Linked DNA regions of Zea mays: region 2 is linked to region 1. The links are chromatin contacts, called in public Hi-C maps. All regions are on one chromosome and are shown on one strand. The core of a region is the stretch at or near the end of the contact, and the rest is flanking DNA. Distances in the headings are between cores, read along the strand shown. Region 1 holds the start of LOC541950. Region 2 holds the start of LOC100282641 (xylulose kinase).

Evidence for each region. A called contact is a pair of places that touch in the nucleus more often than the background predicts.
Region 2: a Hi-C map of leaf shows a contact between it and region 1, with 9 times the contacts expected there. The contact joins the promoter of LOC100282641 here to the promoter of LOC541950 in region 1. A contact is called at or near these places in 9 of 25 Hi-C or Micro-C datasets (ear, endosperm, leaf and 2 more).

The regions. Positions count from the first base shown.
Region 1 is chr2:219,330,542-219,336,031 of Zm-B73-REFERENCE-NAM-5.0, reverse strand. LOC541950 reads left to right here and starts at 2,817. Exons shown (of 9, transcript NM_001111604.2): 1 at 2,817-3,184; 2 at 3,481-3,569; 3 at 3,758-3,817; 4 at 3,982-4,194; 5 at 4,671-4,739; 6 at 5,335-5,490. The coding sequence starts at 2,884. TRNAW-CCA (transfer RNA tryptophan (anticodon CCA)) reads right to left here and starts at 2,215; the gene lies at 2,144-2,215.
Region 2 is chr2:219,578,245-219,583,734 of Zm-B73-REFERENCE-NAM-5.0, reverse strand. LOC100282641 (xylulose kinase) reads right to left here and starts at 3,232. Exons shown (of 11, transcript NM_001369014.1): 1 at 2,746-3,232; 2 at 1,371-2,022; 3 at 1,152-1,240; 4 at 506-570; 5 at 321-376; 6 at 109-229; 7 at 1-14. The coding sequence starts at 2,807.

The DNA.
Region 1 (5,490 bases), core at 1,568-4,067:
TTCATATATTTGTTCCATACCTAATGAGCTATGGATAGAATCCATGCCTTTTATAGTTTAAAAAATTTTCCAAAAAATCCTTGTGTTATAATCCATAATGGGTTTAACCGAATTAAAAATTTTTAGTAGGCTTGAATTATTTTGGGGCGTGGATTGTGGCATGGATTTAATTTCAATCCATGATAATCCAGAGCTGGATTGGTGTAAACGAACAAGACCTTAATGGTTTTGAGAGTGTTTGGTTTATAGAGACTAATTTTTAGTCTTTAAATTGTCAAATAAAAAACTAGAATAAACAAAAGTTTTAGTTTTCATATTTGTAATTTAATGACTAAAATAGAATAAGATGGGGGGGACTAAAAATTAGTTCCTACAAATTAAACACCTCTTTAACCAACCTCTATTACATGCTAAATGTCGATCGATGGATAAAAACCGTCGGAAACGGTATTCATTCGGTAATAAGTTTTTAGTCATTTTTCTTTGATTGCGAATAAATATGATATAGAATCTACAATACAAATTTGTATTCTTGTTTTTAATATTCAGCTTATAAAGACTAATAAAAGGTAAACCTCAGATTTATTATATATTTTTCTCAAATAATAGATATAAACTTTGGTATGGATTCGGAAACAAATTAGGTATTATTTTTTCTAATTTTTTATGTTTTAGGGAGCAAATAATACATGAAACAATTTATGTGATATTATTCGTATTTGTACTAATGTGTTTGATAACATAAGAAAAGATCAATATCAAATTTTATACATATCTATTTTAAAATATTAAATTTGTCCTAATAGTTTGAATTACCACTTTCATCCATCGTTTTGTTGGGTGCTTATTTTTGACAAAACAAATTATTGCTGCATGTTCGCAGTGCATCTATGTGGGTGTTTGGTTCAACTTAAATCCATATTCTAGCTGTTAATTGCTGTTGTAGACCGTCAAACGTTCAGGTTTTTAGTTTGCTTCTTAGATCTTAATCTTATAAACTTCATCTTTTTCTACACGTAATCTCCATAATATTTAAATTCTTCCTATAGCTAGATTCTCATAAAAACTTACCAGAAAAAGTTAAACCAAATAGACCCTATAATCGAGGTCAAATGATTTAACGTTTCTTTTACCACTGCCACGACAGCCACCGGTAAGCAAAGAACAGCTCTACATAAAACTGCAATTAGGATCAAATCCAAGATCGTTAAGATAAGCATGGCCAAGTTGTCCGCACGTCGTTGGTCACCACCAAAGATGGTTATGGGAATCTATAATTAGGCCACCCATGCACTAGAAAACGTACGAACACTAAACAAGGTAGAGCACTTAATACAAGAATCACCGAATCATCGTATCCTCCTCTCAAGATATGGAGAGCATCTCTCCATGTGTTCAACGGTTGGGGCAGGCAGTTGGTACATTGGTGACTCCAGGGCCCAGGCCACATGGCGCTGAGTTAGAGAGAAGAATATCACAGCTACATGACTTGTATAAGGAAATGCCAACTAACATGGTCTTTGGATCAAAGCAATTTTTTTTAAAAAAAAGAGGCACTGAAAATGTGGTTATTTCATCATTAAAAAAGGAGGCAAGTTACATCCGGTTTAATCGGCCGTAGAACAGGAATCTGATGCAGCTAATCACCTGAAGCTACACTTTTACTGTGCACTTAGCCCCGACGCTAATCGAGGAGACCATTAGGTAACATTACACATGAGCATCATCAAATCAAACAATCAAAAGTCGAGTTCAAGCCTTTCTGACGAATCTGGTACTCAAAATCCCCATTGCACCTTGCAGTTTTGCAGTGAAAACAGGTTTTTTTTCCCACCATATGATATCCCTATATTTTCTTAATGATCTGAACAGCGTCCTCATCCTCAAGCTCATCATGCTCCTGCACGAAAGCGAAATGAATCAGTGAAAGGAACCTAACACGGTGTGAGTGTGTGACGATGTAATATCATATCATGCTGGTCTAATGACCCCTGAATTCCCTTCAACTCCTTTTTTTTCCTATTCTTGCTTCCAAACAAGACTGGATAGACCGGGCCGTAGAATGTTTCAATTTTTCTGCCCAAGAAAAGAGAGAGAAAATAACGCAAAAAGGAAAAAAAAGAATCCGGTGTAATCGGGGATTTGAACCCGACGTGAATCGAACACGCAACCTTCTGATCTGGAGTCAGACGCGCTACCATTGCGCCACGGATCCGCACGATGTTTAATTATATTATTGTGTTTCTATATACAATATCGGTAATATAAGGCCATAAAGGCTGCACCACGGCCCAGTTGCGAATGGAAGTGGCGGGACCATAAAGACAGCATATGCCATACTTTCATGTTGACGCTGACGCCTCAGCCTGCAGTGCAAACAAAACGTTTGAGCAAGCTCTTCCTAGTTTGAGTTTGGTTTGTGCTGCACCGCAGACTGCAGTCGAAAGAAAATCCATCTCGCATGTCGAACAAGTTTTTTTTTTTTTGAAAGAGAGACAAGTACATGTACATCTTCGTCAACGACTATTCAGTTTGTTTTGGACTAGGAGCGTAAATAGATCTTTTTTGAACAATAATATGCCCATGACCTGAGGTCCTGAGCTGTGCCCTGTTAACGAAGAAACAAAAAGGCCACTGCTATTTCAGAATCCAGAAAAAAGGAGGAAATGTCATGGCTATAGCTGCGATCAACTGATCAATCAATCAATTAAACCGGTCCGACGTGGCGCAAGTTAGCCCACACACCTAACAGATAGAGATTCTTACGTGAGGGTCCCACAAGTCATCCGGAGTTCCCAACTCGGTAAGGTACGAAAGCCCAACGGGCCCCAAACAGTCCAGAAGGGGCTCTCACACCGGATCCGCTCTGGCTCCAACAACGTGATGGGCTCCATGGAAGCGTCGACCGCGCCGGAGAACGGCTCCTCCGCTGCCGGTGGCGGAGCCGGCGGCACGGCGTGCAACGGGGCGGGCGCCGCGTCTAACGGAGGAGGCATGGAGAGGCGGCTGAGGTCCTCGGCCGCGTCCGCGTCGTGGGCGGCGCACCTTCCCCTGGAGGTGGGCACGCGCGTGATGTGCCGGTGGCGCGACCAGAAGCTCCACCCGGTCAAGGTGATCGAGCGCCGCAAGGGCTCCGCGTGCTCTTCCCCCGCCGACTACGAGTATTACGTCCACTACACCGAGTGTAAGGAACCTCCCTGCCTCGCGTCTCGTCAGGATGCTTGTTGTCTAGGGTTAGGGGAACTTTGGCCTCGCCATCTAACTCGCTGATTGGGTGCATAAATACATTTAGCTGGAAGGTTTTTTTAGTGATGAATTGAGATTTCTGCTTCGTTCATCTGCACATTTCAGCAATGGTTGTTCTCGTGGTAGAGAATTTTAGTCTAGTCACAAACATCTTCCCACAATTTTTGTTTGTGTTAACTGCAGTCTGTTCAGATTATTGTAGACTGATATATCTTAAATGATTTGGACTCACAGTCAATAGAAGACTTGACGAGTGGGTTAAGCTTGATCAGCTTGATCTTGACACTGTCGAGACCGTTGTCGATGAGAAAGTAGAAGATAAGGTAAATGGAGATGCATGCCGTTATGCTGCTATATACCAATGATAGTTCTACCATTTTCTTCACATCTAGCCAGTGGCAGCATCATTAGACTGCCAACGTTTTGGTGAAGCAATGTCCACAACTTTTATTGAAAACACCAGTTTTGCAAGATGAGTGCTTGATATGATTATCTTTTGATATTTATCCAGGCAACAAGCTTAAAGATGACACGGCACCAGAAACGTAAAATTGATGAAACACATGTGGAGGTATGCTGCAGATTGTTATTACTCATCGTTCATTTACTATTTTCACTTAAATGTTATATGAACTTGTCAAGATTTTTTATCTGAATATTAGTTTAGGCATGAGCTCTCTGTGCATTCAGTCCGAAAAATATTTCTTCCTCATTTGGCCCCAATCATTTTGGTAGCAAGGACATGAGGAGCTTGATGCAGCCAGCTTGCGGGAACATGAAGAATTCACAAAGGTGAAAAATATCGCGAAGATCGAACTGGGGAGATATGAGATAGACACATGGTATTTCTCTCCTTTTCCACCAGAGTATAATGACTGCCCGAAGCTGTTTTTCTGTGAATTTTGCCTCAACTTCATGAAGCGCAAAGAACAGCTTCAGAGGCACATGGTGAGCTATACTTGTTTATGCTTTATACCTTACCTATTTGTTAGATACATGCTACTAATATGAGATTAAAAAAACTGGTATTAGTAAGCTCGCTTCTTGTTTATCTAAACTATCTATCATCCATTTCTGTTTAGTTTTAACCTAGGTGCTAGTGCTAGACTGGCCACCCAGAGGCTACGAAGCAGGTACTAGAGTATCAAGACTGCAACTAGAAGTTCTAGATGGTAATGCACTGTATCAGCAAACATCCATATACTGAAGTAAACAAATAACCACAAAAAATTAGTCTTACAACATGCAGTTTGGCATGTCTTGCTATTAATCGATGCTACTCAATATATAACCATACTGTACTTACTTTTAATAGCTGAGCAACTAGCCAACAACACATGACAAGGCCACACACACACAGACACCCTAAAACAGTGGATGGTTTCTTGAAGTGGTTCTTAATATCATTTTATTTGCTTTTACAGAAGAAGTGTGATCTTAAGCACCCCCCAGGTGATGAAATCTATAGAAGTGGAACTCTATCAATGTTCGAGGTAAGTTTTGTGTCCATCTTAGTTTCTTCCATAAGTATTTTCTATTCAGACATCTTAAATCTTGATCCTGTTGGTTTTATTGACTCATGTTGATCGGGTACCAAATTTTTACTTCTGCCACTTTTGAGCAACAACAAAGATTTTGAGAAGATGACTCAAGCTACAGTTATGTGAATAGTTACTTATATTATATACTGTAGCAGTAGTTAACTAGTTATACCTCATGCATTAACTAACAGCAAAGCATTTTGATCCCAAGCAAGTTTGGGTAGGCTAGAATGTCTTAAGAGTTTCTAGCAAAATGTGAAATAAGTCCATGCATTCACTTTGTTAGCAAGTACTGCTGATTCTAGAAAATTATGGTGCCAGAATGTTTTGTTCAGTTGTAGTTGGTCAATTAAAGGATCTTTTTCAAAACCATGTCTGCGATGTTTAGGAACATGATCATAGACACCTATTATTCATGAACATGTAGAAGTTAGGAGCCACACTTGCTGACATTCAGCAGTTTTTTATGAATGATGAAATTCTATTGTCAAGTTACTTGATTTTAGTCTGGAGGATAGTAATTGGAATAATGCATGTACAATGACAGGTTGATGGGAAGAAGAACAAGGTTTATGGACAGAACCTTTGTTATCTGGCTAAGCTATTTCTTGATCACAAGACATTGTACTATGATGTTGATTTGTTCTTGTTTTATGTCCTCTGCGAATGTGATGATCGGGGATGTCATATGGTGGGATATTTC
Region 2 (5,490 bases), core at 1,983-4,482, 250 kb before region 1:
GCGATTTCGTACATCTGAACCAAAATGTAAGTATCAACAGCTCAGCAATGTAATGATGACATGATAGCATGCACACTTATAGGACAATATAAAGTAAACCGCTCATACCTTCTCTGGTCAAGGAGCCATTTTTGTAGCATAGCATGACCATATAACCATTAGGCTCAACAGGATTGGGGAAAACATGTCCTTCAAGGCTTGGTTTAGCTTCTGTTGTTATCCCGAATACCTAAAATACAATAGGAGATGAATTGCATACAACCATCAGCTAAACATGCCAATTTAATCAAATCAACATTGAACACGTCTTCTCAACTTACTGTATCACTAGTACCAAGGCTAATGGCAAGATCACCAGGGGTATTCAGAGTTAAACCTACAAAAGATGCAGAGGTCTCATAAATGCTAACGTAAGAAATCATGAAACTGTTTTCACACCCATTTTCTGCTGCCAAAAAGATCACAAATGTCAGCTCATCATTGAAGAAACACTAGTCAAACCCACCTGCAAGGCTATTAGGATTATCTCCAGACCACTGAATGACCAAACAGTTCTTATCAAACTGAAACCTGAAAATACATAATGTTATTTAAGTAATTACAAAAATCTAGTACAAAGAGTATTTATTAAGTTAGTCGTTAGGGTGTATTTTTCTTATTAAACTAGCTTGTCCATTCACTTTTTTTCATAATGTTCAGGAACTTCATTTAAAACCATTGATATTTGATCATAATAAAAGGAATGATTGGTAAAAAAAATTTATGATGTGAACTCAGAGGTTTCATTTCATATAAACCCAAAAATTATAACAAAATAAATTGTGAACATATATTTGAGATGTTAAGACTTCAGAGACAGTGAAAAGTTTTCGCTCTGAATTCCTGCGTTAATAGTTTTACAATCAGAGCATGTATGCCAGTCAACAGAAACATACTGCCTGAACCATATATTATGATTGGTTGCTCAAAAACACCTAAGCAATAATGCAAACAGTAATTTCTACTTGCAATTAAAAGGTATGTCACCAGAAGAAGATAAGTACATGGTAAAGGTGATTCTGAATATATGTGGTTGCAAAACTAGTACACTACATGTTGGCTTGAGAGTGTACATTTAGCACTGCCCCAACGTATAACCAAACAAAACTTACCTTTCTACAAAATAAGGAGCAATTCGACCAGCAGCTGAATATGCTGGTGCTAGATTTCCAAGCTTTGCTTCAAGTCCAGGAGCAGTTGCCTAGAGAAAGGGCATAGTCTTGGTATTTTAGTCCATGAAATATTTTTAGACAAAAAGGCTACAGTTTTATGTTTTAAACTTCATTCAACAAATGTTTAGTGTACTATGAAATGAGCTAGCAAGTACAAACCTCTAAAGCAGACTTTGACCAGATCCTTTGCTTGATATCCATCAAGTTCATCCCCGCACCATCAGTTTCATCAATACTTGCATAGCTTCCAACAAGGATAGATGCCATGAACGAGCTCACCAAAGATATTCTCTCGGTATCTTCATAAACATCAGGCTCTGTCTGATAGATCTTCCTTATCTGGGGGCCAGTGAATCTTTCATACGCACGAGATCCTGTGAGTTTTGCTAACTCCAGTGCACCTCCAACTGCGTTCTCTATTTCTCTGCATTGCTTTGTTGTGCTACTATCCATCCATAATGGTGAGTTCATTGTAGAAAATGCATCCTTTAGTTGCGATAACAAGCTTTTACTAGCATCCAAGGAGGATAACACAGCATGGCTGCCCTTTTTCCAATAAACACTGCCATGTTGCTGCCCACTCCCAGAAACAGCCACTACCTTACCGAAGTTGATCTTTGGTTTTAGCTTCTCAAGCAGCACATCCAAAGCTTCCACCCACATAATGGTTGGTGAAAAAATGTGCCTATCATCTGCTGGGTCTCTGTACACCCCACCTTCAGTTTTGTAGTGTGGCAATTCAGAGTCAAAATTAACAATTTCAGAAGCTACTATGGTGAGCTCATTATTGAGCACCGTAGCTTTCAGTGATCTGTAACAGGAGAATGGCAGTATTAGGTCCAAGTCTAATAGTAGCCTCACAGATCTAGTATATGATAGCAAACTGAAAAATAAAATCCAGGAAGGGAATATGTGAAGCAAATGGTGCTACGATCATGGTTATCGACTTACTGGTATGCAGAATAAAGAACAAAGAAACCACATTTGAACTAGGTAAAAAAATCTTGAAAGAGACGTATTTAAGAACATTAGGTTTCTTACTTGTTTTTCATTAATTAATCAGCATCCTCTATTCAACCTCTATATTTCCTCCTCTATAGATGGTGTCCCCAAATAGAGAGGACACTCATTCGTCCTCATCTCTTCTATTCATTTTTATACCTTAGATGATGGATTAAGCAAAATTTAAAAATATATATAAGACTTTTGAGGGTACGATGAAAAACAGGAAAATATGTTTCTAATGGGTGCCTTTGACGTATAGATTACCATATATAGAGGACGTTGTTTGAGATTGGATGAGATATAGAGGAGAGGAAGAGAAGATGCAGATGAAGATGACCGATATAGATGATACCGCTGTCTTACAAGCAGATAAAAGTTTTAACCTTTTATACTCACCATCTACTGAACCATGCCCATCACTAGAACAAATGAGCGCCTGATTAGAGGAATAAGCTACACAGAGACCACAGGAAAAACAAGATCCAGTGCCCGTTTAAACTGAGAGAGATAGAAAAGGGACGAGACTTACTGAGTGGAGCTGTCCAACCCGAGGAAGAGAGAACCCTCCGGGAGGGAGTCTCGCCCGGCCATGGCCGCCGACTTTTTCCCCAGACGAAATTCGCCTCCAGGTGGGATGGGAGATGGGACTAAAAGAGCAAGAGAGCGAAGCGGAGGTGGGCGTCGACGAATGCGTTACAGATCAGAAGATTTTATGGGAAGCGGGTAGGAGGGACTGGTGAGTGGTGATGGTGACCGTGAAATACTGAAATCTGTTGGCTTCCTTCGGGTATGTTTGTTATGATTGCTAAAGAGCGGATACGGTGCCCGGGGCTGCAGTCGGTGCGGAGCGGAAAATTAGCTGACGCCCAACTTCCAGCCCACGAGGTGCGCAGCAAGCAACAGGAAGCATCCGTTCTCGGCCTCTCTGGCTCCCGACTCAATCGGCGACTCCGAACTGGCGAACTCCACCTGACCACCTCTGCCCTCCTCCGGCAGTCCGGCCACTGCTTAACGCCACAAAGCCGGCAGCCGCCCGCCGGTCCTATCTGTGAGGAGCTGACGCCGCACCGTGATTAAAGCTGAGAATCCGGAGAGAAATGGTACCAGCCTCCCAGGAAATGGCAGAAGCTGTCAGACAGTTCCTCTGGATTTTTTAGCTTCTTCTCTTCCTGGGCCAAGTGCCCATGGGTAATGCTCTCTCTAGTCTCTGCCTACGAGAAAATGATCCAAGGGTGTTTAATTCCCCCAAACAAAGGTTTAGTATATATCACATCCAGCGTTTATATATAATTTAATTATAAAATTAATCATAGAAGAAAGTTTATTAAACATAATTAGTCTATAATTAGAAAATGTTTACTATATCACAGCACTAGTTTATAGTTACAGTATATTTAATACTTCTAACTAGCATTCAAACATCCGGTGTCGCCGATAAAATTTTAGTTGGTGTATCTAAACATCCCTTACTAGATATAGATTATTTACTCAGTTGTCTAGAACAAAATTCTAATCTTTTAGATGGTGTTTGCGACTCCACTCCATGTTTTCTAGCTCTGTTCGACTGACTTTGTCAGGAGTATCTCTACTCCACAGTTGACAATATTTTGATGTGTTTGGCTTACCCAACTCCAACTCTAACTCCAAGAAAATGAGATTTTGTTGAAAAATATTTCCGTAACCCTTACCATGATATTGTATTTACGAACTTTTATTTAAGTATAAAAAATGTAATGCACCATATAAGAGATGTGTGTCAAATATATTATAGTTTAATTGATTGTTATAACATATATAATGAATATTCAACTTTAAAAATAAAAACATTTTATGCCTAGTTCCAGTACACAGAAATAGACGTATCTATCTAACTCATCGCGAAGTATATCCATAGTGTGTGCATTTAGGGATAGGCATTCGGATTACCCGAAAAATTTGGGCTGAGTAATTCAAATTTCGTGCTATAAGAATTGTTACTTAAAATTGCAGTGGATTTTAGATTACATGGAAATTCGAGTTCGAGTATTCCTGAACTATCGAATTGTTATGTCAACTTCATAAAAACACATGCAATTATAGATATATAAATTGATAATTAACAATGACACGAGTATATAACTTATGAAAATTTGGGTAATCTAGGATTTATGGGTACTGGAGGGTGTACACGAATTATCCAAAATAAGTTTGGGCTTTACGAGTGACCACCTGAAATTCCCAAACAAAATTCAGATTTTGGGGTATTTTGGGTTCTGTAACACCTAAATATAAGTTGGCGAGCTTGGGAGACAAGGAGACGCGTCGCTCTTGCCCGATGCCTAATGGACTGTTGTAACTTATTTTATTGTATTTTTAATATCATTCTCGAGGAAGATGTTTTTTGAACCTTCGACATGAGACTTGTTATGAAAAATGAACTAATTTCGTAAGGGGCTACTATCGGGGCCCCTTCTTGACCAAAGGTCCTCAAAACATCAACTCATGAGTCTGTTTTAGGTATAACAGAACAAATGCTGAAGGACACCTTCGGATGAGATGACATGCAACTGACATGGTTGTGGAGACGAAGCTACAAGCTTCGGTTCGCCGACATGCACACGTGATAAATAAGCTAGCCAAAACAGGGTGAAATGAGAATGCCCCTGTTCAACTTTGTAGCTATGCTTGTAATTTTGACGAAGTTGTACCCTACGTCTATAAATAGAGACACAATACTATACACATATACATTTTCTTAGCTCGAGAGAATTGAATCACTCCGTCTACGAAGCTGTCTTTTCCTTCTTACCTTCGTATTGTTGCTCACAAAGACGAAAGTATATCTGTAATTATTTATTATGTGAAAAAGAAATGAAGTAAAGTAATGTGCAAACAAGATGAGTAACCCATTTCGTCTTCATGCTTTATTCATGTTATTTTTTGTTCATCTTTTATTTATTCCTTACACGTTCTCCTTTTATTTAATCTCTCTAAAAAGAGTTAATTAAAGAATAAATTGGTAAACTTTTTTATTGATGTTGCGCTTTTGGTATCCCCGTAGAAGTAAAAAACAAGTGAGTAAGAACAGTCGAACCAAACAGAACTTAAAATCCTCCGGACTACCATACCCGCGGGATCCGTTAAATTTGTATGTAACAATATTTTTTAATGATAACTAATGATAAAAATAAATAAATAACTTGTAGATTACTCATTGTATGTTTATTTTGATATACATATAACGATTTTTTCTAACATCTGATAATGTATTACATTAATAACAAATGAAGTATGT